Regions from separate parts of the Zea mays genome. Here region 2 is linked to region 1. The links are chromatin contacts, called in public Hi-C maps. All regions are on one chromosome and are shown on one strand. Each heading gives the region's core, a stretch centred on a gene start, on an enhancer-like site or on the middle of the called end of the contact. The rest is flanking DNA. Distances are from core to core; before and after follow the strand shown. Region 1 holds the start of MURE (UDP-N-acetylmuramoyl-L-alanyl-D-glutamate--2,6-diaminopimelate ligase MurE homolog, chloroplastic). Region 2 holds the start of LOC100381697 (pentatricopeptide repeat protein PPR566-6).

Evidence for each region. Hi-C and Micro-C count contacts between places; a contact is called where the count stands out from the background.
Region 2: a Hi-C map of tassel shows a contact between it and region 1, with 2.7 times the contacts expected there. The contact joins the promoter of LOC100381697 here to the promoter of MURE in region 1. A contact is called at or near these places in 2 of 25 Hi-C or Micro-C datasets (ear and tassel).

What each region holds. Positions count from the first base shown.
Region 1 is chr9:122,826,466-122,831,450 of Zm-B73-REFERENCE-NAM-5.0, reverse strand. MURE (UDP-N-acetylmuramoyl-L-alanyl-D-glutamate--2,6-diaminopimelate ligase MurE homolog, chloroplastic) reads right to left here and starts at 2,638. Exons shown (of 5, transcript NM_001147952.1): 1 at 1,402-2,638; 2 at 1,123-1,239; 3 at 853-1,028; 4 at 316-461; 5 at 1. The coding sequence starts at 2,566.
Region 2 is chr9:123,518,392-123,523,376 of Zm-B73-REFERENCE-NAM-5.0, reverse strand. LOC100381697 (pentatricopeptide repeat protein PPR566-6) reads right to left here and starts at 3,018. Exons shown (of 1, transcript NM_001174509.3): 1 at 886-3,018. The coding sequence starts at 2,712. The coding sequence ends at 1,207.

The DNA of each region.
Region 1 (4,985 bases), core at 1,389-3,888:
CCTGTCACAATAAATAGAACAAGACAATAAATAGGCAATTTTCATGTGAGATGAAAGTTTCCAGCAACAAAATCAGTATAGCTGAAGCTCTCATAGAACCTGCACGTGGAATCATGAGTTGCGAGGACAATGTCAGGAATTCAAGTTCTAAAGGTTAATAGGTTATGATTTCTTTGGATTTTCCCTCAGTAGTGTTGGGGCTCTTTTTTAATAAATAATGATTGGAGAAAGGTTTTTGAAATGGCTCAGTAATCTGGCGATAAGTCCAAACTCATGAAAGATGACCTAGTAACTAATGATTTAGAGGAAACATACCGCCAAGGGAACTCTGAGGTGTCTATTCCAGCTCGGTGCAATTGATCGACGTATTGTAATGCTTCTCGGCACTCTTCTCTGTCATCAAAAAATTCATTTTTATCGCCTTCAATCTGATAGGTATCATTCCCTTTGCCAGTGATAACCTGAAGGTAGGACCGTAGAAGCATAGATGTCAGGATCATGATGAACCCAAGAAGCAAGACAGGTGAACACTACTGCATTATAACTGTGGTTTAAAGAATCAAGAACACTTTCTCATCACAACACTAATATAGCACAATTACCACTTTCTAGATGGTGGTACAACAACAGTAACATAGTTTGCATGCTTCTAAAGAGATATGGATTATATTTCGAAGTCCAACTGGTAAATATGATAGGGTTAATGTCGTCTTCTGCAGGCTTTTCTGTTAAAAGATCAATGTACGGAAACAGCAATCTATGAGTTCCAAAAATTTCTTTACAACTCAGTTATATGGTCACAAGCTCAGAACTACAGAAAAGGCTTCCTGATAACATAGACAAGAAACTTACGACCACATCGCCTTGTTCACCCATTGCAACAGCAGCTCGAACTGCAACTCTTCTAATATCATGTAGGAATAGTCTATGCCCATTTGGAAGGGGTGGGTAATAATCATTAGCACCATATTTCAAGTATTCTTCCATAGTCCAGCCTACACCTGCCAACATATCATCTAGGATATCTACTGCAGAATAGAACAACAAATTTGTGTAAAAACCAGGGTGATAATGCACTAATCCAGATCTGTTCTACATATTAGATATTATTAAGAATCATACATGGATCTTCATTTGCTGGATTGTCTGATGTCAACATGACAACATCACTTTTATCAGCTGCGATCTTTGTCATCACGGGCCTCTTCCCTCTTTCTTTCTCTCCGCAACATCCAACAACTAAATTAAACAGCATAGCAGGAGGTTCAGTTCCCATGTTATAACCAGAATAAAGAAAATATAGCAGCAACTACAAATAATCAACATTTCACACAGCTCTGCGTAGGCAGTATCAGTATGTGTTGTTAACAAAAGCTACAGCTACAAGTAAAATTATCTTACCAGTGACAATCCGGCGTGGTCCCAGCTCCCTTACACCATCCAGAAGCCTTGACAGAGCTTCTGGTGTCCTTGCATGATCAACGATTACCCCAAAGGCTTGCTCCTCATCGATTAGCTCACACCGACCTGGGATCGCATCCACCTCTTCTATGCCCCTGACTATGTCCTCCAGTGGTGCACCCACTGCAATGCCAACTGCCACAGTTGCAAGGATGCTGTAGATGTTATCTCTTCCAAGCAGCCCAGAGGAGATCTCGAGGATCCCATGTGGTGTCTGTACCAGAACCTCCGTCTCAAACAGGGAAAGCTGGTATTTAAGCGTGTGCACATCAGCCTTCTTGTTCTCAAATGAATATGTTACCACAGGGACATCATGCCCTCCTTGTGCGGCGAAAAATGGGGCACTTGGATCATCGATGTTCACCACCTTACGATGGCGCTCAGGGTCCACCATTCTGGAGAAAAGAGAGGCCATTCTGCTCATATACTCCTCGTAGGTCATGCCATTCTCTTCATCAGTGTGCCTAACATTAGTCAAAACAGCAATATCATAATCTATCTCACTGTCCACACCAGATGGAGGCATCCCATCAGTGCCTTTCTCCAACACCACTGCCTCAGTGCCATTGTGTAACATTGTTGCCATCAGCTTCTGCGCAGCAATGGGGTCACTAGATGCATCAGGGCGTGCATCGAGCTTGTTGCTGCTGAAGGCATAGGTCCCAAGAACACCCACCAAGCCAGTCCTCACCCCCATAGCCTCGTACATTGCTTTCACGAGGTGAGTTGTGGTAGTTACGCCATCTGTGCCAGTGACACCTATGATAGCCATGTTCATCGACGGCCGGCTGTACAAGCAGGCAGGGAGTACCCGGAGCGCAGTCAAAATGTCGTCTACAATGACCAGCGCGCGACAGGCCAGGGTGCCCTCAATGTTGAGGTCCTGATCAGCTACGACGGCAACGGCCCCACGCTTGTCGGCTTCGGTGAGCCCCGCGAGCCCGTCCTCTCCCACGCACACAAACAGGTCGCCGGCCGCCACCAGGCTGGCGTCGCGCTGCACTCCTGCGAGGGCGACATCCTGGTCGCCCGTCACGGCCACCGGGACGAGCTTGCTCTCGTCAAGGAGCTCAGCCAGCGTCATGCGGAAAGCCGGTTGTCGCATCCTGGCACCCTCGAGGCCGAGCTCCTCGGCCACGTCAAAGCCTTCCCCGTCCTCATCGAGCGGCAATCCATCGTCCTCGTCCTCGCCCCCCTCCACCTCCTCATCCTCCTCGTCGGCCACGGATACAACACTGAGTCCCTGAAGCTTCCGAATCTCATCGAGATCGATCACCTCCTCAGGGGAGAGCTCGTCGGTGAGGTCCTCGTCCTCCGGCTGCGATTGCGACGGCGGCGGCGAAGCAGGGGATGGCTTGATGAGCCCGCGCCGCGTGAACTCCTCCCGCTTCTCAGCGATAGCGCGGTCAATTTCGTCGAAGAACTCGTCGTCTGGGTCGTAGCTGCCTCCGCCGCCGCCTCCTGCAGTGGAGGGGGACGAGAAGAGCGGGTTGTCAGGGGTGATCTCCGGCTGGCGGATCCGGGCGCGCTCCACGCTTCGCGCAAGCTGGTCATAGCGGGTTAGGCCATGAGAAGAGTCCTCCGCGGCCTCAGGGGGTTCGTCGTCGGCGGTGGGCGGGCGGAACCGTCGTGCGGCCGCGGCGGCGAGGCGTAGGGGGAGCCGGCGCGGGGTCGGAGGGGCTAGGATTCTGGAAGGAGGAGGGCGGGAGGCGGAGGGGAATGAGAAGGGGAAGGGGAGGCGGAAGGCGAGGGGCGCCGTGGCCATGGGAGGCGCGCGGTGACCTTGGTTGGAAAGGAAGGGGGAGGTTTTGGTCCCTTCGAAATTCGGATTGGGAATAACTGAAGAAGGGGATGAGGGGTGTGTGTGGTGGGACCGTGGGGGACTGGGTTAGTGGGCTGGTTTTGAATTTATGGATCGAGCGGTCTCACGAAAATACGTGGGCCGAGGCGCTGAATAGTGAATAGTATGGGAAGGGGAAAGTATAGTTTTTTAGATTTTTCATATTAACCAAGCTCGGCACTTCGGTCCATATTTGTTTGATAGACATCATACTACTTCGGGCAATTTCATCTTAATCTTTTTTGTGATTTTTTTTGCGTTTATGAAAGTTTGATTTATTTAGAGATATTAGTTGGATTTATGGTTTATTTTCTTAATTTTAGAACCAAATGCACTAGTGCATATGTAGGAGAGTTAACAATACCAAGTCGGGTTTGTAAAACTTGTTCATTCTTTTCTCAACTGCTTAATGATGCATGAGGAGCATAAATTCAAAAAAAATAGCTTACTCTTGTATGAAACGCTAATTTAGAATTTTAATCGTATTTATATCTTTGAAAGATTGTCATCAATTACTAAAAATAAGAGGTTGAAATGTGTAGTTTGATTCTGATAATTGAGTGCTAACCATGTATACACTAATGTTTTCGTTAAAATGGATAGCTAGGATTCAGTTGACGGTGATGGGCAAGGCATAGAAAGTGACGAAGATGGAGATCAACTTCACATACATGCAAGTATTCATCATATAAATAGTAATATTCATCCATATTATCTTAGTCCTCATGGGGTGTATGTTTTTTCCTGCGTCATGGGTGGTTGAGAGACAGAATAGCTTGACTTGAGCACTAGTTTTCTCATTCCGCACAAGTTTCATGCCAGAGGTTTTGGGAAATTTTTCAAAAGAAAACATAAGTTCCTTATATGGTCCCCTTGAGTTGCTCATGAGCGATATGTTTACTCACAGAAACGATATATGTTTAATCACTGAGCCTATCTCCAATAGATTCTCTATTACATCCCTATATCAAACTTATCTCTGTAAACAGTGTCAAACAGTGTCATCTACAGTTCCACATCCCTTATTTTACACAACTTACAGGAGACAGTGGCATATTTTCATGTTGCCTTCTGATCCTTGTTGGTACCAGCTGACACGTGGTCAGATCAGGTGGCCCAGTCACTCGAGAATAGGAGAGTTAATTTATATGCATAACAAAACAATAGATAGGTAATTGTAGCATCTCGTTATGTGTGTCTCATCCGTGTACAATGCGGAGGTATTTATAAGTAAACGGGCGTGTAGGTGGGTCCCTAAGTATCGTTATACTCTCGGTTATCTGCTACATTCTCGGATGGTGACGAGACGGAGCCTAGGCCTCACGGTAATCTGGCACAACCTTCGCTTGCATGTTGCACCCTTGACCCCGCGAAGTCGAGCCCCACTGACTCTGCGGAGACTTGGTATTTGCTGTCTAGGAAGAGTTTGAGCCTTCGAGACGCGTACATAGGCCTGCAGCGAACCCCTGGCTATCGTGGCCCTTCTCTTTATCCCCTCCGAAGGCCACGGTCGAAGGCCTCGACGCTGGTACAAGTCAAAGTACCCTTCGCAAACTATACCTTCATCAAAGCCTATTTGATCGTAACCGGATTAGACTGATCGAAGGAGCGCTCGACCTTCGCTCCAACAGTCCTACTTCTAATTAATGGCATATGAGAGTTTTGGATAGGTTTAAAAAAACAT
Region 2 (4,985 bases), core at 1,769-4,268, 690 kb before region 1:
TTTAAAAATACTACATCATTTAAAGTGTTTAGGACACTAAAAATAAATTACGCTGCAACATTAATCCCTAAATCATGTATTTTAGGAAGTAAATTATATTATTAGGAAAGAAAATGTTAAAAAAATGTAAAAACAAGGGTAAAGAACTAGTCCGAAGTATAGTATATTTGAGGCACTTTATGGTGTACTTTATGGTGTGACCTATATTTTTTATGAAAATTTGTAAAATAGGATAATGTTGGAGCTATTTTTATTATATTTCAAGATAAATACTAATTTAAGACACCGTTGTAGATGCTCTAAGTAAGATCTAGCCCTACAAATTTACAGGATACAAATACTTGTTCATTGTAAGGTCAGGAGAAAGAATTCCACATAAGGTTTAACTTGCAGGCAGGCATTACAGTTTTAGGATTTGAACGTAAGCTCGTAGCAGCTACCAATTCAAGGCCTATTTGGAACACAGAAATCATGCAGAAAAGAACACATGGCACAAATAAGGGGGTGTTTGGTTTCTATGGACTAATGTTTAGTCCCTTCATTTTATTCTATTTTAGTGTACAAATTGACAAATATAGAAACTTAAATAGAGTTTTAGTTTCTATATTTTGCAATTTTGGAACTAAAGTGGAATAAAATGTAGGGACTAAAAATTAGTCCATAGAAACAAACACCCCCTAAAAGCACTAGTATAGCTATAAATCTCTTCTACGTTCGATGAACCGATGCTCTGGTCGTAGTCATAGCTGAGAATGGCCAAAAAAGAAATTTGTCAGGACTCCAAGGCTTCTGTGAATTCAAGGATGAACATAGATTCAGCACAGCAGACTGGGCAGTCTTGATTCTTGAAGCTAAAGCTTCAGAAGCCCAGTGCTTTCATCGATTAAGAGCTTAAAATTAAAATGGTCAGTTCATGGTATGCTCAGAAGAAAGGATACAAAGGAACTTGCAAGCATGCGTTAGCAGTTTCAGGATTTTGGCTTAAAGGTGGAGCCGATTTCAGCCAGCAATTCATCGTTGTCATGAAATCATGGATTACTGACAAATACAAAGGGAAACTGGGCAACAACGTACTAATCTTCTGCCAAGATTACTCTTTGTATTACTCTACAATAAATGCTAGAGATAATTTTCCTCTGTGGTGTTCCTGTCCTGTCCGGATTCTACCCGTGCATAACACATGTCAACAACACTCACCAGAGTCAACTAAGGATGTCTGCCTCCAGTTTCAGACAACCGCGAAAGCAGCCTCCTATCCAGCTTCACACCGGCTGACTCGGCATCTCTGATCAGCTGTCGGCACTTGGCCAGCCTCCCATCTGCCAAATAGCCCTCGATCAGACTGTCGTACATGTCGCCAGTTGGAATAAAACCAGCCTCCTTCATCCTTGACAGATAGCGGAGAGCCCTCCCCGGATCGTGCAATGCCACGCATAGCTTGACGATAACTCGGTAGGCCGGCAGATCAAGCAGGCAGCCTGCCTGCTCCATTTCCCACACCAGGGACAGTGCCTCTCGGTGCCTCCCGTCACGGCACCGGCTGTGGATCACCGTCGTGTACATCACCACGGTGGGGCTCCCAATGGCCCCCCTGAACCAGCTGAAAAGGCTCTCCACGGCTGCGTACCGTCGGAGCCTTATGCAGACCTTCATGACAGCCGTGCAGTCCTGTGGACGCAACTCCAACTCCGGCCTCTCGCCAAGCTCATCAACCAGTGCCGACGCAAGCCCGTAGCCTTCAGGTGTCCGGGTGGCTTCCAACATCAACTTCACGTAGATGCTGGGGTGCAGCGTCCTGTTATTGATCCTTGCAAGTTCCAGGAGCTTGCGCACGCGGTCTACTTTCCCCGCCCTGATGAACCCGCTCGCCATGGCCTCGAGAACGGCACGGCTGGCCGTGGGCACACATTGCTCCAGCGCAGACTCCACTCTGAGCCGTTCAAAGCGTGCCAAAACCTCGATGGCCGAAGCAAGAACACGATCGTCAGGGAACAACGGCACAGCTTTCTGCCTCTGGGCCCAGCACAGTGTCTGGAGCGCGCGCTCGGGGAGCCCCATGTGCCCGAGCTCACGAATGGTAAGTGACAGGGAGCCTTTCCGGAGGAACCTCGCCCAACGGTCGAGCACCGTGGAGACGTCGTGCTCGGGAGGAAGCGCTGCGATCTCCCGGGCAATCCCGAGAAGGAACTCCGGTTTCTTGCGCACCTGGTCGCTGAAGCAAGCACGAGAAGAGAGCCCCGCTCTTGCAGCGAGGCGGACGTGCTGCTTCGGCGCAGGAGCCACGGGCAGCCTCGTCTTGTGCGGCAGTGGCAATGGAAGCGCCCTCTGCCTCGCGGGGTTTCGCGGCTTCAGGGGCTTCTGGCGCATCGGCCGGTCGAAGAGCGCCGAAATAGCATCGATCTCTTCTTTGCTCCAAATTAAATCCTCTGTTTCATCGTCCTCTTCAGCACCATTCTCGGCACATATCTCGTCACTGAATTCTGACTCCATCTCCTTGGCGAGACCTCTATCGCTATCAGATAACTCTGATGAGCAAGAAATCCGGGACGCCGAGGGGAAATAACCATGACTGCAGAACCCCCGGGATCTGAGATTCACCAGTGTGGGGCGAATGGCAGGCGCAGCCGGGAGCAGCCAGCTCCCCAGCGCAGTGGCGGCCTTCATCTCGGGCATCGGCAGTGGGAAATCCAAAACCGGGCATCGGGGGTGCATCTGCAGGCCTAATTAATTGAAACTACAAATCTTACTTGATCCGCCCTGAGTCGCTGGGGCCTAGCCACCGGTCGCCTTCGCCAAGCCGCGGGGCCGCAACCGCCGGACGCTTGGGCCTGGCCGCCTGGGGGTTGGAGTTTCGATGGCTGACTGGGGCTTGGGGGCAGGATTGGGAAGGGGCGGAGGGCACCGCGGCCGGCGGCCGAAACTTGAGCGCCGAAGACGACTGGGGCTACCTCGATTCCTTATGTAGACTGTAGACGGCGGAGCGGATGTCGAATTTGCCGATAGCCGGCCGAGAGGGGCTGGTCGAGGCTTCTCGGTTGGGCTTCTAAAATACATTTTTGGTCTTTAAATTTTTCGTGGTGTGTTATCTTCGTCCATAAACTTTTAAAATATATTTTTTAAAAACTTAATTGTTGTTCTGAGTCTTACTTATATCCAAACGCACTGTAGTTTTACCATGTAGGCTAGAACCGTATATAGACCTAGGAGTGGAAACGAGCCGAGCCGAGCTTGGCTCGGCTCGGCTCGCTCTAGGCTCGCGAGCCGGCTCGCCGAGCCAACGAGCCCAACTATAAATTTAAATCTGTTCTCTAAATTATAATATAAAATCTTAAAAATATTTTAAATAATATATTTTAAATTAGTAAAATAGATATATCACTAATATAATATAGAAAATAGATTATTTTTGTATAGTAATCTCAAATAACATAAATTATTGTCTACTTTGTACTAATATTATATGCTAATTAAGATTTTATGTAACAAATTATTGTTGGATCGAGCCACGAGCCAGCTCGCGAGCTGCACCGAGCCGAGCCGAGCTGGCTCGCTCTTTTCACGAGCCACAAAAACAGGCTCGGCTCGGGCTCGTTCTGAGCGTCGAGCCGGTCCGAGCCGAGCCGAGCTGCTGCGAGCCCGAGCCAGCTCATCGAGCTCGAGCTTTTTTTCCAGCCCTATATAGACCTCACAAGTGAGTCTATGTATATATTTTCTTTCTTGGTCACTGAGTTAGTCTGTCTCCTCTTCCACCGATGATACGACTTATTCTCCTCTTCGCGTGTGGTCTCTCTCCGCGCTGATCATGTATGACCAGGCAATACATATGGATAGAGGGGCCAACAGGGGTCGTGACCCCGCCAACCAAACTGAAATTTTTGCATGGATTAATTAGCCTAATTAAGCTTAATTGACCAAAGTTCAAACGAAATACCACACACATTATGCAACAGAATGGAAATCCTGTCGTGCGATGCCGTTCTTCGAGTAGGGCCAATCATGATATGCTGCTGCACACTCGCATCGTCATCCTTCTGTGCCCGCATGTCGCCTCATCGATAGGCAGACCACCAAACAAGAATAGGATGAGCAAAACATGTTTTAGTGAACTAGTTGTCTGCATTCAATTTCTGTTTCAGTGAACTAGCTACAAAAATGTGAAACAACCTACATGCGTTCAGAGTAGAAGCATGCGTGAGTTTCATCGGTTTCTCCTCCATCAACAACTTGGTCATCGTCAGCGTTCATAGCAGAAGCTAGCGTCGAGGGCGGTGGCACCCCCAACGTCGAAGTTGGCACCACGATCGAAGCTCCTCACCCCGTGGCGCGCCTGCAGGAAAAGCGGGATGAGGCGTCCATCGCAGTTATGTCCGGTTGGGCGCCCGAAGAAGGTGGATCCATAGGGCGAGCGCATCACGGGGCTGGTGACAGCATGACAATCGAACACGACGGGGCCATTGCCCTTGTCGATGTACGAGTCGCCCAGACTAAAGATGGAGTCGTAGAGGTAGCGCCGCCACGTCGAAGGGTGTGCTTCGCTCATAACGGTTCTGTTTTGGTACGTTTGAACGTAACTGAGACCCAAACAGTGATTGAGCCTTTAAGAGGCACACTTTAAAAGTTTATAGACCGGAAAGACACACCCGACAAGTTTAAAGACCGAAAATGTATTTTACTCAGCTGTTAATTGTCTTATGTTATGCATTGAAGCATTTCTAGCATTAATGTCCAGAAGCAAACTCACTAGTCATACTATTTATGGCATGTTTACGAGCAAAGTTTTTTCTTAGCTCCAATGCAATACCACGATATTTGACAATACTTTGGTATTTTATATAGAATGGTGTTTGGCAAAGGTTTCAACTCTATCAAAAATCATGGTTGTTGAGCACCAAATTTGGCACCTAGACAGTTAGAAAGTCCAACCTTATGGCCCGAACGATCCACAGGAGTAGCCCAGATGGTCAACGATTATATTAGTTCAAGCT